3 separate regions of the Mus musculus genome follow, and all the other regions are linked to region 3. The links are chromatin contacts, called in public Hi-C and HiCAR-type maps. All regions are on one chromosome and are shown on one strand. The core of a region is the stretch at or near the end of the contact, and the rest is flanking DNA. Distances in the headings are between cores, read along the strand shown.

Region 1 (3,882 bases), core at 701-3,200, 1.7 Mb before region 3:
AGTTAGGATAGATCCAGAGTTAATCCAGGTCTGCTGTTCCCTGGTATTGGAACTTGACAAATTATAGGTCTGAGTCTGTTTCCTTTTTAGCAAAAATCACAGCATTTCTCCCTATGTAGAAGTATATAGCTATAAGAATTGAGTGGATTTCAACTACTTGGGACTATACCCCCCCCCCCACACACACAATGTCCACACTTCTTTTTCTGAGTGTAACATTAGGCAGAGAGACTGGAAAGAAGCTACCGTCTCTGAGCCTGAGAAGGGGTGAGAATCCAGATAAAAGGCCCCAATGACTCATTTTTTCAAACACTGTTCCCCCTGATTTTCAGACTAGTACTCAATAATGACCCCCCCAGCCCCCCTTCTGAGAACTTCTTGTTCTTCCTTACAAAGGATTGGAACTACGCCAGAGGGTAACACTCACAACAGCACAGGCTCACAACCATGTGAAAGGTGTTGCTTACAAGAATTGAGCCACAGTCTGTTTGCATTGTTACCAGTAACAAGTGGACATAAAACAAAGCCACTGAATAACATCCCAAAGTGTCCCCGGACAGACTGGTTAGATTATTTTGTGTTACCAGGAAGTCAATATTCACCATTCAGCTTTCAAAGGAAAAGCTGGAGACAAGGGGGAGGGGGGGAGAGGGAGGGAAAAAAAAGCAGGGAGAGAAGAAAATAGAGAAAAATAATGGGTGGCAATGAAGAGAGATAGATGGTTTTGCTATATTAAGACATGACAAAGAAACCCGTTTTTATTGTTGGACTTTAGCAAACCATCTACCCTTTTATGAGCTAGGTAGGGTATTTTTCAATGATTAGAAAATGGTAAAACTGTTGCACAGTGAGGCAATTTGCTTAGAAACATGTACTGCTTAAAGACTAAGAAACTGCAACAAAGGTTTGTATCAATAGTGACTAGTATTTAATTGAGTCAATTTGATTCCTTTTTGCAGAGCTTTTGCAAACCACTTCTGGCCAAAACTATGTCTAATTTCTTTGACCTGTCACAGCAACTGACTATAGATGTCATGTGGTAATTAACTTTCCATCACTCTTTTGTGTGGTCTGTATCATTTTCTTCAAGAATTTACTTTTTTTTTTTTTTTTTTTTTGGCCCATCATCTTTGCAGCTGCCCTTTCAAGTAGTTACGACTCTTGTTACTAATTATCCAGCAGTTTAGTTGTAACACAGTAACACGCAAACTAATTGGAGTCCGGAACTTTATTAAACTCTTTTTGAGTCGTCACTGTAACCAGTGTTTTCACATACTTTGGTTAGAGATTTCAAGAAATGCCAACCATCAAACTAAGAAAGTTTGGATGACAGGTGCAAGTCCGCTTGTTGCCGCGTCCAGCAACTATTTCAAGTAGCAGTCTCCAACTACTGACCCTCCTGTCTACCCGAGCATCCTCTCGGCGGTGCCTAACTCTGGAGAGCTCCTCTGGACAGGGACTGCCCAAGTTCTCAGGGCGCGAGACGCAGCAGGGCTGTGCCTCTCGGCGTGGGCAGACGCAGCGGACTTGTCGGACCTCCCCGGGGATGCGCAAACCCGAGGCGCGAAACCAGCCAGCAGGCGCCGGGGCGAGCAGAGCTGTCCAAGTGCAGACTCGAGGGGCGGCCGGTGGCCCGGGGGCGGAGGCCTCCTGTCCCCCCGAGGCGAGCGGTCCTAGGCACTGAGCCTTCCCGAGGGAGCCCCGCGCGGAGCGAGTCGGCGGCGGAGGCACCGAGGCGCCCGCTCCGGAGCCGGGGACCGAGCGCACCTGGCACCTGCCGCCCCGCCTGCGTGCCGAGCGTCCCGCCGAGGAGGGCCACCGGGACTCGGCTCGCTCTCGCCGGCTGGGCTGGCCGCGCCTCGCCGCGGAGAGAGTGGGTGGGCAGGCAGGGGAGGGAAAGGAAGGAGGGAGGGAGGGAGGGAGGGAGAGGGCGACGCGCGTCCCCGAGGCGGGGGCGCGCTCTCGCGCGGGCTGCCGGGATCGCTCGCCGCCGCTGTGGTAATGTCCGCCATGTTGGCCATGGCGCAGGGAGCGGATCGGGCGGGCGAGCGGCGGATCTAGAGTGTGGAAGCGGCCGCGGGCGGCGGGGGGCTGTTCTGGGGCGGGGTGGGCGCCCATGCTGGGGCCGGGGGCACTGCGGAGGAGGAGGAGGAGCGGGCCGGCCGCGCTGCACTGAGGAAGGAGGTGGAGGAGGCGGCGGGAGTGCTCCCCCCCCCTCCCCGCCCGCCCCGCCGCCGCCGCCCGGGCTGTTCCTGTAAGGCGGGGAGACAATGAGTAAACTCTCCTTCCGAGCGCGGGCGCTGGACGCCGCCAAACCGCTGCCCATCTACCGCGGCAAGGACATGCCTGATCTCAACGACTGCGTCTCCATCAACCGGGCCGTGCCCCAGATGCCCACCGGGATGGAGAAGGAGGAGGAATCGGTAGGGACTCGAGTGTTTATTACCCCCCCCTTCCCTCCTCCCCCCTCCCCTTTGTCAGCCGGGCCTCGCCATTCACAGAGCGCTTCTACGCTCGCTGGAGGGCGCCGCTGCCGCTGCGCGCTCCGGACCCTACGCCGGCGGAGTAGCGTAAACCCGTCGGCCGGCGCAGCGCCCGCCCGCGGCCGCCATGTTGTTGCGTCCCAGTGTTGTGATTAGCTCTCGGCGCCGCTTACGCTGCCGTAAGGGGGCCCTGCCGTAAGCAGCGGCCGGGAATGGCGCAGGGATGCGCCGGCCCGCACTTGGCGTACAGCCTCTGTTTACCTCGTAGACATCTCGCCGGGAGCGGGGTTAATGGGTCGAGAAAGGGTCCTTGGGCTAAGGCGCTATTTTCGTTGCGTTTTAAAATTTGTGCGTGCACGAAATTGCCTTTGAAACAAACGATCTCGGGAAAGTAGAGCTCTTTCAAAACATGCATCTTCCTGCTAGTGGGGTGATGGGTGATGGTTTGCGCTGCCCGCTAGAGGTGCCGCGGGAGTAGGCGATGCATCCCTGCGGCCGGGCAGCGACCCCCGGTCCGGACTCTGCGTTAGCGAGTCCTCTGATCTGCACGCCGGCTTCGCCTGCCGGGCTGGCCCCTCCTCGGTTGTGCGGAATTAGGACGGAGCCCGAATGCTTGAAACTGGCCTCCAGGCCCGCGCTTCCCGTGCAGCGAGCGTCCGGGGAAGTTGCATGCGGGATGGCTGTTTACAACTTGAGGGCTCAGAGCGTCCGCATTGACAGTTGCGTTTTTGACCAGATGTTAAAATTTGGACAAAATGCTGTTTCCTTCTTCCCGGGGGTTAAGTTATACCCAAGACTGAATTTCCTCCGATTTGACAGTGTTTACGACTCTGGAGTGTTGTTACTTGTGTGCGGAGTTCATAGTAACTGCACCCTGAAGAATTTCTTCAATGAACCTTCAGTCCCGCCTTATTGTCAACCACGGGTGTGTGTGGATTGGCTCCCTAGCTTCTGTTACTGTCAAAAGAAAGCTGGAGGTTTCTGTGATTGGCTTTCTCTTTTGACTATTAATATTGCAGGAAATGCCTTTAAGCATTTGATTGGCTGCTCGAATTCTGACCTCACTGTGTTGGTGCTTTGACTTAATCACATTTCTTTTTGGTGTTTGATTACCTGATTTAACATTTTCAGTAGAATATTAAATAAGACCTCTTTTTAAACCTTCAGGAAATTAAAACTCAGCTTTTATGCCTAAGATTCAGATAGTACCGAATCGTGTTTGAGAAGTTTGCTTATGAGGTTATTGACTTGATTTTGAGCTACCTTCTGGCAGTCTCCGATAGATGATCTAGAAACTGCGTTTGGTAGCGTGGTACTGTCTTTGCTGATCACGTCTTTCTCTTAGCCATTTCCTTCGGACGTGTGTTTTTACGTCGTTTTACTTCCTTATGTTTGCTAT
Region 2 (4,062 bases), core at 333-2,832, 1.3 Mb after region 3:
AGACCCCACAAATCCCTCCTGTGCTAGGTGAGAGTATCTAAACCCACAGAATTATGAAGCCACTAGAAACCACTACCCCGTCACACGTTCTCTGCTGACCAGACAGAGCTAATGGAAATATCCTCTTTATTGCCTTCCACTTCATTTAGTACCGTTATCTTAGGTATCATTTTTAAAAAAATTATTATTAAAAAAAGCAGAACCCACTAGGGATTACAAGTCCCATAAAACCAGCTCTATCCCAGAGGAGGAGCAAGCCCGGCAACTGCTCCTTCTAAATAGTAGGCGCCACCGTTCATTAAGTTTTAACTGGAAAAAGTGGGGGTGCGACAACGCTACCAGCTTATACAAGAGAAAAACTGTACGTGCTTGACAGATGGAATGAACTGCAAGTAGAGCTTTTTTTAAAAAAAAGCACTATATTTCATTTCAGTAACTATGTAGTTCTGTTAGGACCATATTCTCTCCAGTATCACACACCCATTTTGTAATTTTTTTTTTTAATAAATCCCCTATGCCTTTCCGTGGCAAATGTCTGCATTTAGGCGAACTTAACACAGTAACCTGCTAGTTACCTAATGCTAATGAAGCCTGCCTCCCGAGGCAGGCTTTTAAAAGCTTTCAGCGAAACACTTTAACAAGGGCCAAAAACAAAACAAAACAAAACAAAACCCAAAACCTTCTAATAACCTAAGAAAGAAAACGACCTTAGGCTTGACCTTTACCACTGAGACAAACGGCGCAAAGGAGAGACACTCCATCACTATTCCGCAGCGAGGGTCTCCCCGCCCATCCCCCCCACCCCCACCCCCACCCCCACCCCCCAAAGCGAACCAGACGGATCCAGCACTAGTTCCAGTTTTCCGCATTCTGCAAGCCGTGGGCTCGGTGGCGCCGCTAGGGTCAGGGCCCTCGGTCCTCACTCTAGAACCCCAGCTGTTGCCCGTGCGGCCCAAACACAATTGCGGGCAGGCGACGGGGATGGAAGCAGGCCAGGCAGCGCGCTGGGCCCTCGGCGTGGGGCAGGGCACCTTTTGCGCTCGCGATCAAATCGGAGAAATGGGTGTATGGCGGGAGGAACCTCTCCCCAGCTCCCCGGAGACAAAGGCGACCCTCCTGCCCGACAAGGGCCGGGACCTCCCCGCCCGGCCCAGCCTCACCCTGGTGATTGAACAGCCTCCAGATCCGGGTAAAGAGAATTCCCATCCTCGGGCAGCGGAGCCCTCCAGCCTCCCGGGCTCAGGCTGCGGGGCAGAAGGACGCGCCGGGGCCTCCGCCTCTGCTCCCGCGCCGGCCGCGCGCCCGCTTCCAGGGACCCGCGGGGAGGCCGCAGCCCAGGCCGCCCAGCCACGCGCGAGGCCCCGCCGCTACCGCCGCGGCGCTCGCCTGGCTCGCGGACATCGCCGCCGCGTTGTCTGCTCGAACCTCGCGGGCCACCGTCCTCCCCCAGCTCCTCTCCGGCGGTGGCTCGGGCAGGGGCGGGGCGGAGCGAGGGGACTGCGCAGGCGCCGTGCCCGGAGGCGGAGCGAGGGAGCTGGAGGCGGGGCAAGGGGGCTGGAGGCGGGGCGAGGGGCTGGGAGGCCTCTGCGGCGCGGAGGGTCAGTGGAAGGAAGGCTGCGGCGCTTTAGGCGCGCCAATGTCGGGGATTTGAGGTTGTTTCTAAGTCACAATGCAAATATGTAACCATACTCAACTCCAAAAGTGCCAGGTTTGGACCCCGACGATGGTAAGCTTTAAGTCTCTTTAGAGCCTATTTTCCCTGACAAGCAGCAGAAATCATTGGCCTATTTTTTTTTTTTTTTTTTTTTTTTTTGTCGCTGCGGTTTTTCGTACTTCTACCTTTGCTTCTCAGCGCTCTTCCCTCTCCAATCTCCCTCTGCTCTCAGGCCACTCTTGGCTAGAACACTTTTCCTTAAGTATCTCCCCGGTTTAAAAATCTTAAGGCACAAAAGCCGTCTGAGCTGAGTCCAAAAAGACTGTAGACAAGAAACTCACTGGTCTTCACGATATGATCGTCTTTTTCTCTCATTCAGGAGTCACCATCATGTTAAATAGATGGCCAAATGCTGTCTGTGCTCTTCATTCTGCTGCTTGCCTAAAGTTTAAACAGTTGTGCCTCCTGGTATGCGAGTGTCCAGCTCTGCGCCCCTGCGCACCCCCACCCCCACTCCCCGCAGGATAAGTGGCTGAAAAGTAAAATATAAGTAATCGCTGGCGAACTTGATCCGAACGAAGAGTTCTTGCCTGTGTTTTGTTTTTGTTTACTTTAGTTCCCTTTAGCTAAACAGGTAGACTCTAGATCTCCATATTCCTGATGTAGGAACAGGGTCGATTCCTGAGGTTAACTGACGACTGTGATAGTTTTGACTCAAAGAGAAACTGGGGTTGTCTACTTCTTCCACACACATAAACAAACAAAAAGAGTAGAATCAGCATCATCTCTTTCTATCCTCTTTAAGTTTGTAAAAGGGAGGGAAAAAAAAAAGGCAGAGACGGAAAAATGTGGGAGACTTGTGAAAGGCCCTTTCGAGCTGTTCCCGACCTTATCCTCAACAGCCACATGAAATGAAGCACTATACTCTGCCTGACTCCTAACCATATACTACCGTATAGCTCAATGTATGGGAAAGAGTTCTTCATCTTCTTTGGGGGCTTGCGTTCAAATGCCAGTCTTAGAGGAGGCATACATAAAGGAGAATTAGATCTGGATATACTTAATAGCCAGTGGGCTGTTTAGAAGATCAATGTTCGCATAACCAACTTACATGAGCTCTTTAGTGATTCCATTCCCATCCAGTTTAGGCAGGGCTTTAGCGGCTCTGAGTCATTTTACAAATTCCCACATGTCTTTGGCAACTTATTAATGTATGCCAGACCTACATTTACCCATGAAGTTAGAGATCTGTGTTTTAGAACTCTATTAAGGAAATGGTCTCTTAGGCTATTTTCCAAGTGTCCCTCACAGAAGGGGGGATGGAGTTGACTAGTAGAATCTTGGCTGACTTTAGTAGACAAAATACAAAATTGTTAACTATAGATGTAACTGGGAATCTTTAATGAGGGATATCAAACATTTTGTTCTTCCTTCTGAGACCTTCTAAATATTTTATCCATTTTTAAAGTCATGAGCAAAATGCCATGAAAGACCTCAGCTTCAAGGCAGGAGAGAGTAAAACATGTGCTTTACCATTCTACAGTTAACAAGCAGAATACTGGATACAACACAAGAAACAACTGTTTCCAGATACTGGGAAACAGCCTGTGGAACTAAAGAGAAACAGTGAGCTTTGCCATTGCTCTGTATTTGCCCTCCTTAGCAAAAACAATTCCCAGGCAACTCCAGAGGGAGTGGATAGCCAAATAAGAGGGGGACAGTCTCTTACCATGAAGACACAGCTGTGTGCTTCCGGAGTCAGGGAGGCTAGAATTAGGGAAGCAGTCTTTACCTCCATATGACTCATACAGGGTGAAACCCTAGGTTGTTGACTAGTAATAGTTTCTAGAGAAAAAAAAAATCATACCAGGATTATTGCAAAAGGATCCCCAGATAATTGCCCCAAAGGATCAGGAGTCATTAATGTAAAATGGTCCCTTCAGTCAGTAAAAACACACCTAGGACATCAGTAGATGCTTGGATGTTAAAAAGGTGCTAAGCCCAAGAGTAAGCCGGAACTGAGACCAGTCTTAAAAGCGCCTAAGGACTTTGACCAAGAGAGCAACTGCCAGTTGAAACAAGTTTGATGTTCTACAAAGGAGTATTAAAAAGTAGACATCACTAATAATTTGCAATATTCTAAATCTAATAGAATTGTATTGGTCATGCATAGAAGATGTGATAGCAGATCTGAACACAGGGACATCGAATAACTTATAGTTATTGCTGGAAGACAGTGGTTAGAGTCTATAGTTAAATTACTGTACTGACGTTGTATGCTATAGGAAAAGACAAGAAATTTCTTTCTATAGTCCAATGGAACTGTGCTAAGAACTAGAGAGGTAGCTTCAGGTGTATACCTTGTTAAGGCAACAGCAAGGAACCTTTGTTTTCCTCCTGGGAGTTTC
Region 3 (4,027 bases), core at 946-3,445:
GCACCGACCGTGAGAGGCGCCGGTGCAAGACTTCCCTCTAGTCTTTCTTCTAGCCTTTGTGCTGAGGGTTGCCTCTGGAGATCTTGGGACTCTGGCCCCTTCCTCCCACAGTCTAATTCCCCAAGTCCCTCAGAGGTTCCAGCCCAGGGTGTGGGAAGCTCGCTGAAGCTCCACGAGGCCACTCCCAGTTGAGCACGGCTCCACCTCGGGCCACCCCGCCTGACAGCAACCCTGCGTGTTGGCGCTTGTGCGCTCCTCCTCGCCAGTTTCGCCCTAATCTGTCTGGCAGCCCAGTTCCCCACCAGCACCGGCTTTTCCCCTCCCAGATTGGTAGTTTCTGCTCCTCTGGAGAAGGTATGGTTTCTACTAACAGTAGGCGTTTCTCCCGACGAGCCTCTGGCCAGTCTTGATACCGGGGGTGTGTGGGGGTTGGGGGGTGCTCAGTCCTCACTGTCCCTTCCCCGAACTCAGCCGGGGCTGCCAGCCTTCCTGCCCGCGAAAATCTGCCCTCCCCACCACCTTGTGCCACGTTGGTGGGTGGGCGCATGGGAAGGCAACAACCCGGCCTTGAACCCTAGACCTCTGGACGGAACCCTCCAAGGCGCCAATAATTCAAGTAGACAGGAAGGTCAAAGGCGATCGGTGCTGCCTGCGGCTCTGCAGGCAGGCGAAGCCGAAGCAAAAGGGTAGGGGAGTGGTATGTTCGGAGAGCTGGCACAGAGTGATCCCTGGGCGGCCGCAGAAGCCGCTCTGCACCGGTGGCACAGAGGCTGCGGGGGCGGAGGCCCCGCGGTGGCCGCTGCCGGCACCACCAGCGCATTCCTGACAGTAGGCGTCACGGGCGCTGGCTCCGGCCATTCACCCATCTCCCTCAGCCTGGAACACCCCACGCAACCCGGAGGCTTTGGGGATCTTCTCCCAGCTCAGCCTGCGCCCCTGCCCCCAAACCAGATGGCTGGTGACACCCATGAGGGGCTTCCTCCGCGAGCGGGAGGGCTTCCACGCTGCTCTGTATGCTCCAGCACTGGGCCACCCTGGCGGCCCGCTCCGGCACGGCTCCAAGGAAGGACAACACAAGGCCATGCGGCCACCAGAGGCTCCTCCAGCAGGGTCACTCCGGACACCTAGCGTCCTCCTGTCCCCAAGACCACAATCACTCCCATTGCTGCCCCTGCCCAGAAAGGATAACATTTTCCGGCGGCTCGGGACCGGGAAGTCCCTCAAGGAGCCACATTAGCAGACAGGGCACCAGATCCCGAGCCCCCGGGCGCACCGGTTCAGACCGCCACGCGGTGTGCCGAGTCTTACCTGAAGTGTCCCACAGGCTCAACTCTATTCTTTGTGTGTCGATTTCAAAACTGGCAGTGTAATTCTCAAACACCGTAGGGACGTAATTCTGGACGAACGAAAGGGACAGAAGAGGAAGGTGGCAAAGAGATTATTAAAAACACGACCCGTAGATCGAACACTTGAAAAACCACCAAGCCCCCAATTAAAAAACCACCACCACCAACAACCTCACACTCCTTACACAGTAAACACGCAGCCCCCTCCCGAGAGCCCACCCAGGTCTCCCCACCCGGCCTCCCACACTGAAACCAGCAAGTTTCTGGGGCCAAGAGCCCAGGGTGCTGGCGGGTCCCAGCCAAGACCCTTCCAGGACACTTTCGCTTCCCGGCCGTGTGGCGGCAGAGACGGCTGGGCATGAGAAAGATTTTCAAGAAAATCAGTGAAGCAGGAGAAAGGCGCAGTCCTCCAGACCGGGGACCCCACCAGCCGCTCCCCTCAAGACGTGCGGGTCACACTCACTTCTGGGAAGCAGTCCTTGGCGAAGACGTGGAGCAGCGCGGTTTTCCCACACTGGCTGTCGCCCACTACTACTATCTTGCATTTCACGTTCTGATTAGGATCCATGATAGATTTACTGGATAATTTCTGGCTGGCTCTTCTCTCCTTCATTGATGTTGCCTTATTTTCTCTTGGAACAGGAATTTTCTCTTTAGAAGAAAAAATATATATATATATATACTTCTCTCTATAAAAAGCAGATATAAAAATAAATCGCAAGGCCGGCGGGAACCCCTTTAAGCACAGCGGAGTGGAGGAGGAGAGGCAGCGGCTCTTTACTCCTCTCCTACAAGTTTTCTGCCTGACTCCGCGCCTCTCTTCCCAAGTCCAATTCCGATCGGTCTGCTTTGTTTCACGCTCTCCGCGCCGCTTTATACGCCCAGCCTTCCAATCCGCTCCGCTTTCTCAATGAGAGAAGGAAACCGATCCGCCTCCTCCCCTTTTATGGAGCCTGGGAGCCAGCACGGCCGCCCCGTTGGCGGAAAGTGTAAGCAGCGCGCCCTCTAGGGTGGCGTGCAGGATGGCTTGCAGACCCAGGTTCTGGCATAACCTGAAGGTGCCAGGCAGGATTTGCAGATGGGTAGGTTGTTCAGGGCCAGGGTGAGGGGAAGCAGATAATCTGTGCACATGGATTTGCATTGGGATTCCTTTCAAATTGCTTTCCAAGGGGCTCGCCTCCAGAAGCCTCGTCATCATTTGTGAAAATAAAAAAAAAAATTCCCAATCAAATTAATAATACAGAAGTAAATCTTGGAAGGGAAAGGCTAAGTTTTTGTGTTCCCAAACCCATAAAATCATTATCTATCTATCTATCTATCTATCTATCTATCTATCTATCTATCTATCTATCTATCTATCTACCTACCTATCATCTATCTTCTATCTATCTATCTATCTATCTATCTATCTATCTATCTATCTATCTATCTATCTATGTATCTATCTATGTATCTATCTATCTATCTACATATATAGTACATAATAACATAGATGATTTATTTCAAACACTAGAACTCGTTTTCCTTGACCTTTGTAGAGGACTGGCTTTTTAAACTGTCAGATTCAGCTATTCCAGAGAAGGTAGGAGGCTTTGGGGAGTGACATGATAATGTGAATAGGTGCAGGGGCGAGAAAAAAGAGAGATGACAAAAACTATCAGAAACTTGGCCGCAACTGCCACTCTCTCTGTGACAGCTCTAGAACCAGGGGTCTAAGCACTCTTTGCTCCCTTCAGCTGTACCCTCCCTCCTTCACCTAAGAATCAAGGAGTTGGACTTAAAAAGCACACATGCTCATTGTGGAAAATTTAGGGACTCCCCTCCTCCACACACGTACTCCAGTCATTCCAAGTCTCCCTTTCAACAAGTCTTAGAAGAGACAGACAAGACTGTGTTTGTTCTCTTGTCTTCTGAGAACAGTGTCTTCATTGCCAGTCACCCCGACAGCCAGGAAGCGTCAGTTATTAAATTTGTAGTGAAGGTGTCTGGGAAGAAAGTTCAGCCTGTGAAGGGCTTGGTCAAGTGCGACTTGAATTTCACCACCAGCACCCATATAAGGAGGCACTCCTGAGACAGACCCAGAGGATCCGTGGGGCTTGCTAGCCAGCCAATCCAGTCAAATTGAGGAACTCAGGATTCAGTGAGAGGCCATGACTCAAAGATAATGTAGATAGAAATTGAGGAAGATAAACAACCTCTGGCTTCCACACATATACTAAACACATACATATAAGTACTTACACATACACACACAACCCTTTAAGGAAAGTATAGTGACTGAATATGTAGTGAATTACTAGAATCATGAAATCACAGGACCTAGAATGCTATCTTACTTCTTTCAGACTCGAGAACCTTGAAGTCGTCCCCTAAAGACAGTCCTGAATCTATCTTTGGGGATAGGTGTGTTTTACACAGGCTGACCATGGAAAGGGCAGAGCTGGCCGAGGTCATATGTCTGCATTTGCCAAAATTTGCTTGGCAGAGCTTTATTCGTTTGCCCCAATATCATCTCTTAAAGTCTTAGGTTGCACTGTCATGTCACAGAGGGAAAAGTATCCTATGTGAACTTCATAGAGTTTACCCTAGCATTTCCCTAGTCTTCCTAGTGCGGGAAATGCTCCTCAAGCTGTTTGTGTGGTCGAGGGAGATTGGGCAGAGCAGTGGGGGCTTTCAGACAA

What was found. A called contact is a pair of places that touch in the nucleus more often than the background predicts. HiCAR-type assays count read pairs that join an accessible place to other places.
Region 1: a Hi-C map of Sertoli cells shows a contact between it and region 3, with 16 times the contacts expected there. The contact joins the promoter of Epc2 here to the promoter of Rnd3 in region 3. A contact is called at or near these places in 2 of 39 promoter capture datasets (both in liver), 2 of 484 Hi-C or Micro-C datasets (Sertoli cells and embryonic stem cells) and 1 of 115 datasets of contacts at active chromatin or transcription factors (astrocytes).
Region 2: a HiCAR-type map of astrocytes shows a contact between it and region 3, with 2.4 times the contacts expected there. The contact joins the promoter of A430018G15Rik here to the promoter of Rnd3 in region 3. A contact is called at or near these places in 1 of 39 promoter capture datasets (liver) and 1 of 115 datasets of contacts at active chromatin or transcription factors (astrocytes).

The regions. Positions count from the first base shown.
Region 1 is chr2:49,449,536-49,453,417 of GRCm38.p6, forward strand. Epc2 (enhancer of polycomb homolog 2) reads left to right here and starts at 1,951. Exons shown (of 14, transcript NM_172663.4): 1 at 1,951-2,423. The coding sequence starts at 2,271.
Region 2 is chr2:52,423,430-52,427,491 of GRCm38.p6, forward strand. A430018G15Rik (RIKEN cDNA A430018G15 gene) reads left to right here and starts at 1,583. Exons shown (of 3, transcript NR_165461.1): 1 at 1,583-1,726. Arl5a (ADP-ribosylation factor-like 5A) reads right to left here and starts at 1,445. Exons shown (of 6, transcript NM_182994.2): 1 at 1,161-1,445. The coding sequence starts at 1,206.
Region 3 is chr2:51,146,916-51,150,942 of GRCm38.p6, forward strand. Rnd3 (Rho family GTPase 3) reads right to left here and starts at 2,196. Exons shown (of 5, transcript NM_028810.2): 1 at 1,810-2,196; 2 at 1,309-1,396. The coding sequence starts at 1,959.